4 separate regions of the Mus musculus genome follow, and regions 2, 3 and 4 are each linked to region 1. A link is a contact called in public promoter capture Hi-C data. All regions are on one chromosome and are shown on one strand. The core of a region is the stretch at or near the end of the contact, and the rest is flanking DNA. Distances in the headings are between cores, read along the strand shown.

What was found. Promoter capture Hi-C pulls out the DNA fragments that hold promoters and counts their contacts.
Region 2: a promoter capture Hi-C map of pre-B cells shows a contact between it and region 1. The contact joins the promoter of Vamp4 here to the promoter of Tada1 in region 1. A contact is called at or near these places in 2 of 39 promoter capture datasets (cranial neural crest and pre-B cells).
Region 3: a promoter capture Hi-C map of pre-B cells shows a contact between it and region 1. The contact joins the promoter of Prrc2c here to the promoter of Tada1 in region 1. A contact is called at or near these places in 2 of 39 promoter capture datasets (liver and pre-B cells) and 1 of 484 Hi-C or Micro-C datasets (CD4 T cells).
Region 4: a contact with region 1 is called in a promoter capture Hi-C map of pre-B cells, with 4 times the contacts expected there. The contact joins the promoter of Nuf2 here to the promoter of Tada1 in region 1. A contact is called at or near these places in 2 of 39 promoter capture datasets (liver and pre-B cells).

Annotation. Positions count from the first base shown.
Region 1 is chr1:166,377,166-166,380,918 of GRCm38.p6, forward strand. Tada1 (transcriptional adaptor 1) reads left to right here and starts at 2,002. Exons shown (of 8, transcript NM_030245.3): 1 at 2,002-2,311. The coding sequence starts at 2,238.
Region 2 is chr1:162,568,359-162,572,111 of GRCm38.p6, forward strand. It overlaps Vamp4 (vesicle-associated membrane protein 4), which reads left to right and starts at 2,157. Exons shown (of 8, transcript NM_001356527.1): 1 at 2,157-2,422.
Region 3 is chr1:162,738,453-162,742,205 of GRCm38.p6, forward strand. Prrc2c (proline-rich coiled-coil 2C) reads right to left here and starts at 2,104. Exons shown (of 35, transcript NM_001081290.1): 1 at 1,873-2,104.
Region 4 is chr1:169,529,778-169,533,530 of GRCm38.p6, forward strand. Nuf2 (NUF2, NDC80 kinetochore complex component) reads right to left here and starts at 1,687. Exons shown (of 15, transcript NM_001355159.1): 1 at 1,545-1,687. It overlaps Gm34624 (a long non-coding RNA gene), which reads left to right and starts at 1,800. Exons shown (of 3, transcript XR_373698.2): 1 at 1,800-2,320.

The DNA.
Region 1 (3,753 bases), core at 752-3,251:
GTTGTGTTCTTCCAAAAAATATGCTAAAGCAAAAACAATGCTGTTTAAGATGCTGAAAACTGAGAAATAAACAGAGACAAAGCTTTTATAAATATGCAAGTAAAATAGTTATATGAAATCAGGTGGTGAAAGGGCTCGGTGGTAATGGTGCTCCTCACCGAGCCTGATCACGAGCTCACTTGCTGGAACACACGTGGCAGAAGGGCAGACCTGAGTCCTTTGTTCTTTGACCTCACACGTGGGCTGTGACCCTTGAGTCCCTACACACATACGCATGTAAATAAATAAATGAATGAATAAATAATAGTAAATTAAAAGCTGCTATGAAAAATAAACCAGTGGGTATCTTCCTTTTTTGTTGTGTTGGCCTATGGAAATAAATTGCAGAAAGTGGGCAATATTTAAGAGTAATATTATCCGCCCCCAGTCACCCACCCTACTGGAAGGGACTGGGTATCAGGTGTGCAGCAGAGGCCGTTAAATGCACGTGATGAAAAGTGAGCAGCCTGACCACTTCTGCAAGCACCCGGAAGGCTGCTGGGTTTAAACTGGGGCTTCCTTTTGAATATAGGGAGGATTATTTTAAAAACTGGGAGGCGCTTGACCACAGGGACGAGACATTCATAACGATTCCTGCCACCCGATCCCATGATTCTCTTACAGGATTCTGTCCTAAAGTAATAATTACAAATGAGGAGAATCTGCATAAAGATGCTTGTTAAAATATTTCTTTTAATACAGGAGAAAACCCCAGTTTAATAGACAGGAAAGAAGTCATTGTATGCATCTTATCTGTGCAGTATTTAACAGGGCCCGCTGCTCACAACCACCTGTAAATTCACTCACAACGACATCTACCTAAAAACAAAATCTTTAAAAAATTATGCTGTCATTAAAAGTATGAACATTAGCCGGGCAGTGGTGGCACATGCCTTTAATCCCAGCACTTGGGAGGCAGAGACAGGTGGATTTCTGAGTTCAAGGCCAGCCTGTTCTACAAAGTGAGTTCCAGGACAGCCAGGGCTATACAGAGAAACCCTGTCTCAAAAAACAAACAAACAAACATGAACATTAAGGCAAAATAATAGCCTGGTGTCAGATAGCCAGGGCTACAAAGAGAGACCCTATTTCAAGAACAAACAAGCTGGGCATGGTGACCCATGCCTTTAGTCCCAGCCAGCACTAGAGGCAGTTGGATCTATGTGAGTTAAGAGGCCACTCTGTCAAAACGAGAGAGAGAGAGAGAGAGAGAGAGAGAGAGAGAGAGAGAGAGAGAGAGAGAGAGACTTTAAAAGTAGGCTTTAAAAAGTTTTAAGCTGAACACAGCTATGGCTTCCTAGTGTAGTATATATGTGCATATTCGAGTGTGAATTTGGAATTTGAGAGAGGACAAGCTAGCTTGTGGGTCCTTCCACTTGACCTTGACTTGAAACGAGGTTCTTTGCGTCTTTTCCTCTGTGGGTCAGGCTAACTAGCTGCTGAGACTCCTCCTGTTACCTCCCCTAGGACCTTTGGTAGTCCTGCTTGGGAATTATTTTTATTTGATCTGTCAATAGTGAATGTTCAGAACTTGAGTAACATAAATCCTGCCTTCAGGCAGCTCTCGTTTTAGTTGCAGGAGGCAGAAAACGAGATCGACCAACTAAATGTCACAATAGGTGGTGAGCACTTGGCAAAAAAATGAGGACAAGAGGATAAATTAGATATTGCATGCACTCGGGGACCTGAGCTCTTCCTTCTGGGAAGAGCTGACCTGCAGTCAGGGCGGGGCCTGGCCGGAGGGCGGGCGGGGCGGTCAAGTTCGCGCCCCGGGGGCCGCCGCGGGCGGGCAGGCGGGCGTAGGTTGGGCACGCGCCCACCAGGGGAAGCGGGTCACGTGAGCCAAGAGGCGGGAGTTGGCGAAGGGAGTTTGGCTGGGTGCTTTCCCAACTGCGAGACGGCGGGGCCAAGAACCAAACCCACGCAACGTCTCCCTAGCGGATGGGGGCGGGGCCGCCGAGCAGAGCCGAGCCGAGCCGAGCCGAGCGGAGCCGAGCCGAGCCGAGCGGAGCCGAGCCGAGCCGAGCCGAGCCGAACCGAGCCGAGCCGAGCCGAACCGAGCCGAGCCGAGCCGAGTGGAATCGAGTCGAGTCGAGCCTCCAGCGTCCGGCGCGCAGGCCTTCCGCCGCGTTGATCTTTCGGTTGCTGGTGGCCGTGGGCCGCGCGGTCTACGGTCGGGCTGAAAGACGCGCGCTGCAATGGCGACCTTTGTGAGCGAGCTGGAGGCAGCCAAGAAGAACTTGAGCGAGGCGCTGGGGGACAACGTGAAACAGTAAGAGCCGCGGGGACCAGCCTCCGGGCCTGTCCGTGGGTGTGCCCCAAGCTCGGGGCTGCCGTAGTCCCTGGACTCTCTTCACCTCCCGGAGGCCGTAGGCGTCTCGCGGCCGCCACGGCTCCCGTGCGGGCTCCGCCGGGACTCGAGGCGCTGGAGGACTTTCTCCTGGGCGTCCCGACACCGGTGATACCCGCGTGGGGGCGGGAGCAGCGCCCTAGGCGCCCCGGAGTCGGTAGAGCGGGGGGCGCGCCGGGGCGGGGTGGGGGGGCCCGGAGGGCTTCCCGGAGGCGGAGGCCCGCGTTGCTCAGGGGCCAGCTAGAAGAGCTGTGAAAGCGGGTTCGGAAGGCACAGAGACCCCAAGTGAAGTCGGTCGGTCACCCACCTTACAACCACAGCATCCAAGGGGGCGGCTGCCTAGCCGGCCGTAGGACGCCTTTCCCAGTGTTCCACACGGGCCAGCCAATCCTCAGACCTGAGATCGGCACAGTTCGTACTCGAGAGACAGAGATTACTTATTCCCCCAAAGTCACTGCCCAAGGATGGGACTGAGGCTTCTGGTTCCCGCCGTGTGATGCTTTTCAGGGGTTACTTGGAAAGTCCTCCCGTTCCCCACACCGCCGGGCTGTCAGCAGGGACTGGGGCAGAGTGACAGCTCTATAAGCAGTAGCCTGCGGCAGCCGGAGGAGGAGCCTCGATCTTTTGGGGGAACTTCAATTCTGGCAAACCCGTATTTCCTGGCACTGAAGTTGAAATGATTGACAAGAGCAGCCCGTGAAGCAGAGGTGGTGTTAATAGAAAGGCCGTCAGAAAAGCTTAGGTGCAAGCTCCTCGTCGGAACCCCTCTTTAAAAGGCTTTAAATAAATAAATAAATAAATAAATAATAAGTATTATTATTTGTAGATTTTTAAGCACCGGAATTAAAAAGAGATGCCCAGGGAAATAAGACATACCCAGATGTGGACTTCTCAATGGAGAGTCACAAGTTGTGCGTTTTGGCAGCTGTCTTGTTACACCCAAGAATTTTGTACAAGTTTCTTTTTCTTTTTTCTCTTTTTGCTGATGAGGTGGACAAGCTTATAAAGTCTGGTAGAGTAAAACCAGGCGACATTAAAGTTGCACAAGGGGTTTCTCTGTCCAGATGACCAGACAACTGCGGTTTTACAGCCTGGAAGCGAGAAGGAGGGAGGCCTTAGACAGAGATTGTTAGTTGTGTTGGAATTTTCGATGTTAGCTGGTAAGAGGCTGCAAGCTGAGTGGGGTGAGGGACTCTTTTGCGTTTTTTACGTTTGTGATGTTTTCAGTTTGATAGTCCTGCCTCAAGACTGTCACACCAAGCGCCATGGGTGAAGGACCACCTGAGATGCAAGGAGGAAATTAAATTAAATTTAAATAGGTAAAAATGGCAGCCTTTGGCTTCGTTAGAATGGTTGTGTACTTT
Region 2 (3,753 bases), core at 907-3,406, 3.8 Mb before region 1:
CAAAGGAGTTGAGACCCACAGGTTGAGAACCACAGCACTAGGCGAAAGACACTACTTGAGTGGTTAACGTGTGTGCATGCAGAGTCTGGTGGGATTCCGAGTCAATGTAAAGAAGACAGACACAATGAAGGCAGCCATGCCTGCCTCTCATACTACCTTGATTTACCTGTGGGTTCAAGCAAGTAAGGATTCAAATGATCAGTGCTTTTTAATGAAAGTGGTTTCTAAGTTCTTGTTACAGAGATATTTGTAATCATTCATACTTACTGGTAATATGTGACTGTGGTGGTTTGAGTAAGTATTGCCTCAGGAAGCTGACAGCTTTGAATGCTTGGTCATTAGGGAGTGGCACTCACTACTTGGCAGGGATTAGGAAGTGTGCTCTTGTTGGAATAAATGTGGTCTTGTTGGAGGAACTGTGTCACTTGGGGTGGGCTTTGGGGTTTCAAATGTTCAAGCCAGGCCCAGTGTCTCTTTTGCCTGCTGCCTGCAGATCCAGAAATAGAACTCTCAGCTCCTCTCCAGCACCATGTCTGCCTGATGCCGCCATGCTGATAATGGACTAAACCTCAGAACTGTAAGCTAGCCTCAGTGAAATGATTTCTTTTATAAAGGTTGCTGTGGTTACAGTGTCTCTTCACAGCAATAGAACACTAAATAAGACAGATACTCACGCTGACCATAGAAATCACATTTCCTAAGTTTTCACAAATGCTAGTGATAGTCAAAGGGTCTCTCCCACATTACTAAAGAAGAGTGGGGGCATATGTTCCTGGCCCAAAAGCAATCAAAATAAGTAGCCAAATTAAGGCATTATGACTAAATACAAAGAAAAATAACAGATTACTCATAAGAATAATAAGGCATGTATGAATGACATGTCCATTGTAGCTCTACTATCGTATTTCCTTATGCTGTTAACAGACAAGGACATTAACTAGCTAAGGAAACAAGGCAAGGAAGTTCGGCATAGTAAGCAAATATACGGATAAAATCATCAACTGAAGGGGCTGGAGAGACGGCTCAGTGAGAAAAGGCACTTATCCTTCTTGTTAACGACCCAGGTTCAATTCCTAGCACCCACATGGCAGCTTGCAACAGCCTGTAACTCCAGTCCCAGGGGATTTGAAGTCCTCATCTGATCTTTAAGAGCATCAGGCATACACATAGTAGTGTATGCACATATATGCATGCAGCCAAAAACACCCATACACATAATAAATCTTTTAAAAACATTAAATAAATAGAAACAAACAAACAAAAGACCACCTCTGGGCTGTCTAGTGACTCCGTGATAATCTCACTACCATGCCCTGCCAGAGACACAGACTAAGATACCTTCTATCTGGGCAGGCCATTTCAGTCCAAGTCAGCCAAGTTGTGAGGAGAAAACTCTCAACCAGTGAGCCCAACAGCAACCCTAACTAAAGATCGGGTGAAAGAGGGCTTTCTCCTGGAATTTTCCTCCTCCGGTTTGTTTTCTTGTCCCTGAGCATCTTTTCTTATTTTTGTGTCTATCAAATAACTGGCAATATATTTCCCCACAGTTTAAAAACTCTTAACAAAGGACTAATAACCATTAAGCTTAAAAGACTTGGAGGAGGATAAATTAAAAAAAAAAAGAAAAGAAATACACATTTCTACAGTTTTGGACTAAGTCTATCAACGCCAGACTTCTTTAAATAAATATGTCAAGCAGAGACTGTAAAGGAGATGAATTATTGGCAGAATGGCAATGTAAGGGTGGTTTCCCGCCTGAATCCCTATGTTTGGATCCTGCCATTTAGGCTACAAGCAAAAGGAATGAAACTGAGTAACCCTCAGCAATTTTGTAAATGGTATCAGACAGATATTTTATCACATGCGGCCCCTTTTACTCAGGTCCCTCAGACAGCCCGCAAAGTAGCATCTTCTACGGGACCTACATCCTAGTCACCCTTTCAGCTCCAGTTGAAAGACTTCTCAGCGTTCCCTACTCATCCCATGTACAACCCACGTGCTCCTCCATCGGATCTGAACGTCACAACCCCGGGGGATTCTCCCGGGTTCAAGAAAGACGGAAGCGATCGACCCGCTCAGGGTCTCCATTGCCTGAACATGTCCCCTCCGCCAGAAGACAAGACCCGGAGCGCCGAGACGCTCGATCTCCGTTGCCTGAGCCTGCCCCCTTGCGCCCTCTCCAGGACTCGGAGTACCGAGCGGCTCGATCTCCCTCGCCTGAGCCCGCCCCCTCTGCCCAGCGCCAGGCGGCGGAGCGCCGAGTCGCTCGATGAGCGGGGGCGCTGCAGCAGAGCGGAGCGGTGGCGGCTCTGCGCCTTCGGCCTTCCCCCTCCCACCCTTCTTCCTCCGCTTCCCGCTCCCTCCCCCGCCTGCCCTGCGCTGCCAGCAGGGACTGCTGCCGGGAGCCCATCGGAGACCGCAGGTATCCCGCCCCGGCGCGCCTGAGCAGGCAGGAAGCCAGGCGACGCCCCTGCCTACCGCCCCCAACGTCCGCTGGGGCTGGGAACCGGCCTGCGCGAGGGTCGGGTCGCGAGTGGGGAAGGCCGGGGGCCCGGGGTGTCCTGAGGAAGGGGCGCGAGGACTGGGGAGGGGCTGGGGCGGCCGAGGAGCTTTGAGATCGAGTTGCCCTCCAGGGGGAGAGCTGTTCCCGAGGGGGCACCTGTACGGGGAGTCGGGGGCCAGAGTTCCGAGCAGATGTCGGGGTGCGTGGCCTGGGGTGGCGGCGGCGAAGGGAGCCGAGGAATTGGCCAGAGAGGCTCGCCTGAGGTCCTTCCTCGGGGGTTCGGAGAAAGCGCGCATCCCCGCTGTGCTTAGAATGACCCGGGGGTGGAGGTGAATCCTTACACGTAACAGGTTTTGCGAGTAAGATTTCCAGTCACGATTTGCGTGGAACTGTTACCAGCCGAGACTGCAGATGAGAAATGAGGAAGAACTGGCGAGGGGGATGGAGGCTGAGCAAAGGAAAGCCGTGCCCAGCCAGATTCGAGCTTTTTTAGCGAAATGAAATAGAGCTTGTTTTGTCGAGGTAAAAAGCCAGTGTAGATTAAACAACAGGTTAGAAGTGCGTTACATGTAAAGCCACGGAATAGAGAACGTACTACAGAAGATGCATACGAGAGATTTGAGCAAGCGGGGAAGTACACGTAAGAGTCGTGCGATGTTGACACTTCAGTGAACCGTGTGGTGTTCCATCCACGACGTGGAAAGACATCACGATGACTCTTACTACGTAGACACGTTAACGACAAGAATATTTTTGGTAGGAGGAACTGTAGGCAGAATGGAGTCAACTCTGATTTCTGAGTACAGTTTATTTACGCTACTTATTTTTAATCTGTAAATATCATTAGTTGCGGGTAGTTCCAGGGTAGCTCGTTTATCTATCTGCTGATTTGCTGGTGGTTTGTTTATTTGTCTAGCCTGAGTTTGCTTCCTTCCTCAAACTGATAGCTTGGATTTTAGAACTTGAATAAGAGGTTTACTCCTCATTACGTTTTAGTGTCATACCGTGTAAAGACATTTTGTGAATTTGCTTGATCCCTCTCTCCTGTTGGCTAAGATCAGCTTTTGCTGTTAGCTAAGATCAATATCTGTTATCAGCCAGTTGTTTCTTTTGGGCTGTCAAGGATATAAATATATCGTCCAGATACAGTTTAAATCTCATTTTCTCCAGTTCTTGCCTTATCAACTTTTTCCCGGTGCATTCTGTAATATTTCTGCATGAAATTTATTCTGAGATTAAGATGTAAGGAA
Region 3 (3,753 bases), core at 854-3,353, 3.6 Mb before region 1:
TACTGCTTGAACACTAGTTTCTTCTTCCAGGACTCTCCTGCTTTCCCTTCATCTTTAGCTGTCCTTTTACTTACTATGCACTAACCACAGTAACAAGAGCATTACTCAGTCTTAAATTCTACAGCAAGCCTGAGAGGTACTGATATCATCTTTAGTTTATAATGAAGGGATGGGCTCACAATCACTTCTCAAAAACAAAACAAAACTGAACATTCACAAGCTCTCACTACGCAGCCTAGGCTGGCCTCAAGCCCATTTCTGTCTTCCCCTAGTCTTCCTATGACACCAAACAGACACTACGTTTACATCTGGCAGCATTTTAACCTTCACATGTAACAATGTTCAAACACCCAAGCAAGCTAAAGAAAAAGTACCAGTTAAAAATGTGCCTTATTTTAGCAACAATTATAAATGTACAAGACCAAATGAACACTTTGATAGTTCAGAGCATCCCCTCTGGGTTTAGAAAGTATGGCTTTGACTACAGCACCACTACAAATTTGTGACCTTGATCAAATTACTTCGATCTCTCAAATATCTTGTCCTCATCTGTAAACCAAGTATAAGAGCTCCTTCCTCAAAGACTAGGATCAAAAAGGATAATGTATATAAAGGTCTTGAGAGCATACAGTTAGAGGTTAAGTAATGAGAGATCAGCCAGCATTCTATGTTCTTCACACACACCTACAGACACCCCCCCCAAAAAAACCCAAAAGCTTATTATGACAAATTCATCCCAGAAAAATCATATAAAAACTTCTTTTCTATATGCAAACTCAATCTATTTCTAATTTTTGGAGAATCAATGCATTTGGAGCCAGCCAGAAAAGATGCTGCAGTGCATCTGTGACACACACCTAAAAATGGCTCCAGCCAAAGCAGCATCTTAATGACCAACATGGAAGCTTAAATCTACTTTTAAAAAATGCTAGAGGTCAGACGTGGTGGCCGCTTCATACCACCCTCTCTGTAACGTCTATTAGCGGGAATTGACTCCTGAGCACTCGATGAAGCAAGCATCTTCCGATTCTTCTGGTGCATTCCCAAAGAGAAACCCTAACAGGAGGGCCGCCTACTGTACAATTCTAAGTATCCTGCTGGGGTATGAATTTATGAACCGAGGTTGAAGACCAGCCAATGCGGAAATCCGGGTAGTTTTAAGAGTCAGGAATTACTAGGCAAGTTGGATCCCCCCACCCCAAAGATCTTGAACACACTTCAAACAAATATACATCCCCTTTAAAGAGATCAGAGCGGTCCTTATATGCAAAATCAAGCAAGAGTCCTCACTGGCTCCCATGCTATTTTTCTTCGGTCTTAACTAGGGTCTCTACTCTAGCAACCAGTAATACTAAACGCTCTCTCTGAAAATCAGGCAGCAGCCGAGCCGTATTCCCACAAATGCCGGGCTGGAGCGGCCTAGAGGGAGGAAAAGACTACTCAAATCCTCCAAGAAGTTGTTCAGCTTGTCCCCAGCGGAAGTGGGGTTCGTTGGTCCTGGGTCCTGGTAGAGCCTCTACGACCGCCCTGGACTACACACCGCTGGCTGCAAACGCCAGCCATCACCACAGGAGCATCCGCAGGCACTAAGAGCGCTCGGAGCCGCCACGGGCACCGTCCTCCACGCCGTGGAAAAACGGCGCGCGCAGGCCCCGCGCGGGCGGAGGCTCCCTCGGCCATCGCAGGGCCGCCCCGCCGCAGCACACGCCGCGCACATGGGCGACGAGCCCTGCTCCGGATCTCCGCGGACAGCACGACGCCGGGAGCCCAGGGAGAGACGCCGCGGGCCCCCAGGCCTGGCTCCAGCGCCCGTGCCTTCCCTCCCTCCTCCATCGGGCCTCTTCACGGTCCGGACGCCCTCGCTCTCCTTACCCGCCAGGGTTGAGAACCAAGTCTGCGCGCTTCCAAGGGGCTCGCCCCGGACGGATCAGGGTCAGGGGAGGGGAGATTGCCTCGAGAGACCGTCCGCAGGGCCGCTCGGTCCCGAAAGCCCGAGCCACCGCCGTACAAACCGCCAAAGCACTTTCGCTACCTCCTGAGAGGGTGAGAGCGAGCGAGAAAAAGAAGCAAGATGGCGGCTAGCCAGCCCCTACGTGCTACGTCATGACGTTGCGTACGTAAGGCAAATCTCCGCAAGACCGCCCCGGGGGGGGTGGAGGGGTTGAGGCTGCGGGGTCACGTGACAGCCTCCGCCGCTTCTCGACTGCGGCGGAGGGCAACGCTACCTCCTACTGGAAGGAGGGAGTTCGTCAAGCAGAGCCATTTCGGAGACAAAGCTTTTCCACCTGGGAAGATTCCAAAAACCTTGAGCCCTCCGTGAGGAATCACGACTTGGTTTGTCTCCGTGCATTGACAACAACTGATGGAGGAACATAAACGTTTACAACCTGCGCTTTGACCGAATGTTCTTAGGGGGGGGGGGGGGGCAAAGTGAGGGGCCATGGTGTGGTGGCAATTTGAGAAGACCGAAGTTACCTCGGAGTGAAAAAAATAATCCAAGTGTTAGGGACAAAAGCGACTGGCGTGCTTTGCTGAGGCCACCTTCGGCATTTGTAATTTTGGTGTAAAATAAGGCACTGTTTATTTCTGACTCCTCTGGCAATGTTTACCTCTTGGAACAACTACCTAACAGAGAAAACTAACAGTTAAGAGTCACTCATGCAGGCCGGGCCGTGGTGGTGTACGCCTTTAATCCCAGCACTTGGGAGGCAGAGGCAGGTGGATTTCTGAGTTCAAGGCCAGCCTGGTCTACAAAGTGAGTTCCAGGACAGCCATGGCTATACAGAGAAACCCTGTCTCGAAAGCCAAAAAAAAAAAAAAAAAAAAAAAAAGAGTCATTCATGCAGATGTTTACTAGGTAAGTGTATAGTAGAGACAAGGCAGTACCCGAAGTGAGGAAGGAAAATGATAATATTCTACCTGGGGGCTGAGCATGTACCTCAGTGCCGCGTAGTATCTTGTCACATATATGCAAGTCTCTAGGTTTGGTCTTCCTTTCCCCAACGGAAAGAAGGTAATCCACGAGTATGTGATATTTCTCTACTTTATGAGATATCTATAGTGTATAATAAATCCAAAGATTCTTGTCCTGGTCTGAGTAAACTCCTCCGCTTGCAACTGGCATGTATTCATGGGGTGATACCACAACGTTAGAACAACCATAAAATAATAGCGCAGTAACCACAAGTAACTTCTTCCCCAATTGACATTTGTGATCATTTGTTTTAGATTTTGTTTGCTTTGCATTTCTGGGGCTCGAATCTGGGGCTTGCCTTCAACATGTTAGGCAAGTGCTAATCCAACTGAACTATAACCCTTAGCCCCTTCAGAGACCTTCCAAAATGAGACATAATTTGCTGATTGATAGAACAGGACAGAGAGAGGCCTGTCTTTTCACCAAGAAAACACCTTGGTTATTTTCCCACAATCCATTAGAACCAGTCTTCTGTATCCTGGACTTGAAGTATCTTTCTTGAGCAATGCAGGATCCCTCCAACAATCAAATATGCTGACATCTACCTGGTTATGAGACTGACATGTACAAACAGAATATTAATTCATGAGTTTCTAAGAGTTGTGCATTAGGGTTCTCTAGAGTAACAGAATTTATAGAATGAATCTCTATGTATATATAGAAAGAGATTTTGTTAGAATGATTTATGGACTCTGGTATAGCTAATCCAACAATGGCTGCCAATGAACAGAAGGTCCAAGAATTCAATAGGTTTTTCAGTCTACAAGGCTAGATTTCTC
Region 4 (3,753 bases), core at 437-2,936, 3.2 Mb after region 1:
TCTGAGGATCAATTTCCCAACGTAAAGCTACCCAGAGGCTCACAACTGCACTTAGAAGTAATAATGCTCTCTTCTCAGAAGCAAATTGTGTTCATTTTAATAGTGCAATTTCAGTTCCAACTCCTGTGTGTGTGTGTGTGTGTGTGTGTGTTGCGTATACAGAGAAAGAGGCCATCTAACTATAAAGATACTATATACTTTATATACAGTAAAACAGCTCTCTGACATTTTAGTTCAAATAGGACAATTACCTCTAGGAGCTCCCATTTCTCCGTTATATGTAACACTTCAGTGCTAAGCACAACATAACTTACATTATATACAACTGGCTTTGCAATGCAAACTTAAGCAAGCAACTCCCAATTCTGAGGAACTAGATAAAGCATTCCTGGAAAATACGGGGAAGGCTTTGTGTTACACCCACGTAGATCCAGGTACATTCAGCTCCCTGACTTTTGGATTATGATATTTTCGCCTTTTGATAAATGGTTCTTGGTTTAATCCAGAGATGGTGGCGCAATGGAGATACATAAAAAATTGGCAAGCATTCAAACAAGTCACACTGACGCCATTCTTGTGGCTCATGCCCGTAAAGTCAGCACTTGAGAGATGGGAGGTGAGAGACTCCCAGGACTCATAGGAAGGGACCTTTGATGAAATGCCCGGCAGTAGGGAGAGGGAACTTATAGAGCCCACCTCCAGCAGAAAGACAGGACATCAAGTGAGGGATGGGGTTGCCATCCCACTGTCACACCTCTGACCCATAATTGTTTCTCTCTGAAAGAATTCCAGGGATGGAAATGGAGAGGAGCCTGTGAAAAAGAAGGTCCAGTGACAGGCCCAAAGTGGGATCCAGCTCAAGGGGCAGTCCCAAGGCCTGACACTACTACTGAGGCTATGAAGCGCTCACAAAAAGGGATCTAACATGACTGCCCTCCGAAAGACCCAACAAGCAGCTGAAAGAGTCAGATGCAGATATTTGCACCCAACCAATGGACAGAAGCAGCTGATCCCTGTTGTTGAATTAGGGATGGCTGAAAGAAGCTGAGGAGGACGATCCTGTAAGGGGACTAGCAATCTCAATTAATCTGGATCCCTGAGATCTCTCAAACACTGGACCACCAAACAGACAGCATACACCAGCAGATATGAGGCCCCCAACACACATAGAGGACTGCCGGGTCTGTGTTCATTCAGAGATGATACACCTAACCCTCAAGAGAGTGGAGGCCCCAGGGAGTTTAGAGATCAGGTGGGGTGGGGGCATCCATGTGGAGACAGGGTGGGGAGGGGAGGAGTTTGGGATGTGGATCAGTCGGAGGGTGGATGGGGAGGGGCGGGGAATGGAATATGAAGTGTAAAAAAATTGAATTACAAATAAAGTTAAATAAATAAATAAAAAAAGGCTAGTCTCAGGAATATAGGGGTTCGAGACCAACCTGGGATAGATGAGCCTGTCAAATCAACACACAAGTTAGTAAACCCAGATGCCCCGATCCTTGGCCTTGCACCCGGCCCTCCAACGCTCACCCGCTCAAACTCACCTGGAGGCCTAGCAGCTCACGGAAAAACAGTTAAAAACCGAGCGTCCAACCGAAAGCCGCTGACCGTTGTCATTTTTCAAACCGGCCGCCTTTTTTTGTGAGGCCGGCCCCTTTCCGCACAGCGCGCTTCCTTCGCGACGGATGCCGAGAAGGCTCAGAAGACCCACGGTGGGTGGGACTTGACGAGTTGCGCAGCGAGCCAGGCTCCAGATCAGCGGAATCATTCTTCAGGGTTATAGTTTCTAGCCGGAACCGCGATTCCGCCAGACCAGGAAGCGCAGCAGTTAGGGGGAGGAGTTCCGGGATGTGTTTACCGGGTTGTCCCAGACTGGAACTTTGCCTTCAGCGTACCTGATAGCGAGCAGGCAGACAGACGGTTTCTAGCCCCTTCTCTTAGGCTCAGAGAGTAACAGGCAATAGAGGATGTGTTGTTCCCAAATTAATCAAAGGCATTATAGAGAATCCAGGAGTAGTAGTAACAGTCTTACTGTTTGATAAGCATTGATGGGGTCAAATTTTGACCTCACTGGATATTTGTACACATCATTTCTCCTTAGGTCCATGAAAGCTTGAGGGCGGGGCAGCGAATGGATGGATAGACATTGTTAAGGACGTCCAATTTAAATCTTTAATTTACTCACTTTGAGGACTCAATATAGGATAATAAATCTAGAAGCATAAACGTACTGGAATATGATTCTACACTTGCCAAACATGAGCAAAACCACTAGTTCATCTCATCGGTGAGCCATTTCTGTGGCTTACTGACATTACAGGTAACAAAGAATATACAGAACTCTCTATTCACGGGTGTTTTAATATCCTTTGAGTACCTTTACTACTTGATTTTTTTAATAAATAGGTAAGATTTTAATTGTTATATTCTTGAGCCAATATTATAGAACATAGTTTCATATAAGTAGATGGAACATGGCTACACTGAAAATACAGTACAATTTAACATGGAGAATTCTGGCAACGTAGCTTTATATCCGGTTTATTCACTGGGCGGCGCTGCTGCATTGATTTTAACATTACTGAGAATTTCATTCCATTTCTTTCCAGTAATCAAAACTACAGAGATAAACATCGGACACAATGTTCTGGATTAAAAATTTTTTTTTTCTAAATTTATGGGCTTTAAAGTACATGTTTACAGTCCTGGCTTAAGAAGAAAAATAGCATTGAATTCAAGTAGTTGTCTGCATTTTATTTCTCTCTAATCATTCTTGTTAATCTGTTTGCCTCTTCAGTCACGTTCATCTTTAGGAAAGATTTTGGAAATTGAGCTATACATTTGAAATACTTTATGCAGTACTAGTCTGAAACTGTAAAATACCTAACATTCGCTGTTTGTGGTGAACTCTAAATAAATACAAGGAACCACAGACCTGGCATTGTGCTTTAACCCCTTAAAATACTTTCCTCAACGTGTACATGAAGTTATATTATTTTAATGTAGTTTATATAAACACCATTCTGAATCATCAGTCAAACATATTTAATATCATGAAAATACTTGCTCAGTGTTTTTATTAATTCAAATTTTATGTTCTAGTAAATTTCCAGTGTTGACTTTATGAGAGCCCGTGGTGTTAACAGTATTTCAAGGGAGCTGACAAGGATTTCTCAGAAAAATTTTAAAAGTAATGTACTCTTCAAACCATGGTTGTGCTTGCCTCTAATGTCAGTACTCCACAGGGAGAGGCAGGCAGATCTCTACGAGTTTGAGGCCAAGCCTGGTCTAGATAGTATTAGCCTGATCTTCATGGTGAGTTCCAAACCAGCCAGAGTTATATATAAGGAGACTCTGGAAACAAAAAAAGAATAAAACTTAATATATTCTATTTTTTGATAGAAAAGATATATAACTTCAATTTATTTGAATTTGTTACCATCTAAAAACATATTTTGAGTAAATAGACTTACATCACATTCTTCTTTCCCTTTTGTTCCCCAACTCCTCCAGGAGAGCCTCCCCCCATTCAAAACCTTCAATACCTTTCATTTGTTATCATATTCTTTAAAATTTATAAAATTTAAAAATGTTTTAAATTTTAACAAAATAATGAGCATTATCAAAGTTGTCTGATATAAAACAACAATCAATTGAACAGTCTTATGTAGATGTTTGTCTACAGCAATACTGAAAATACACGTGTTTTTCTCAATATAAATTTTAAGTAACTCCAAATATATTAACTGTATG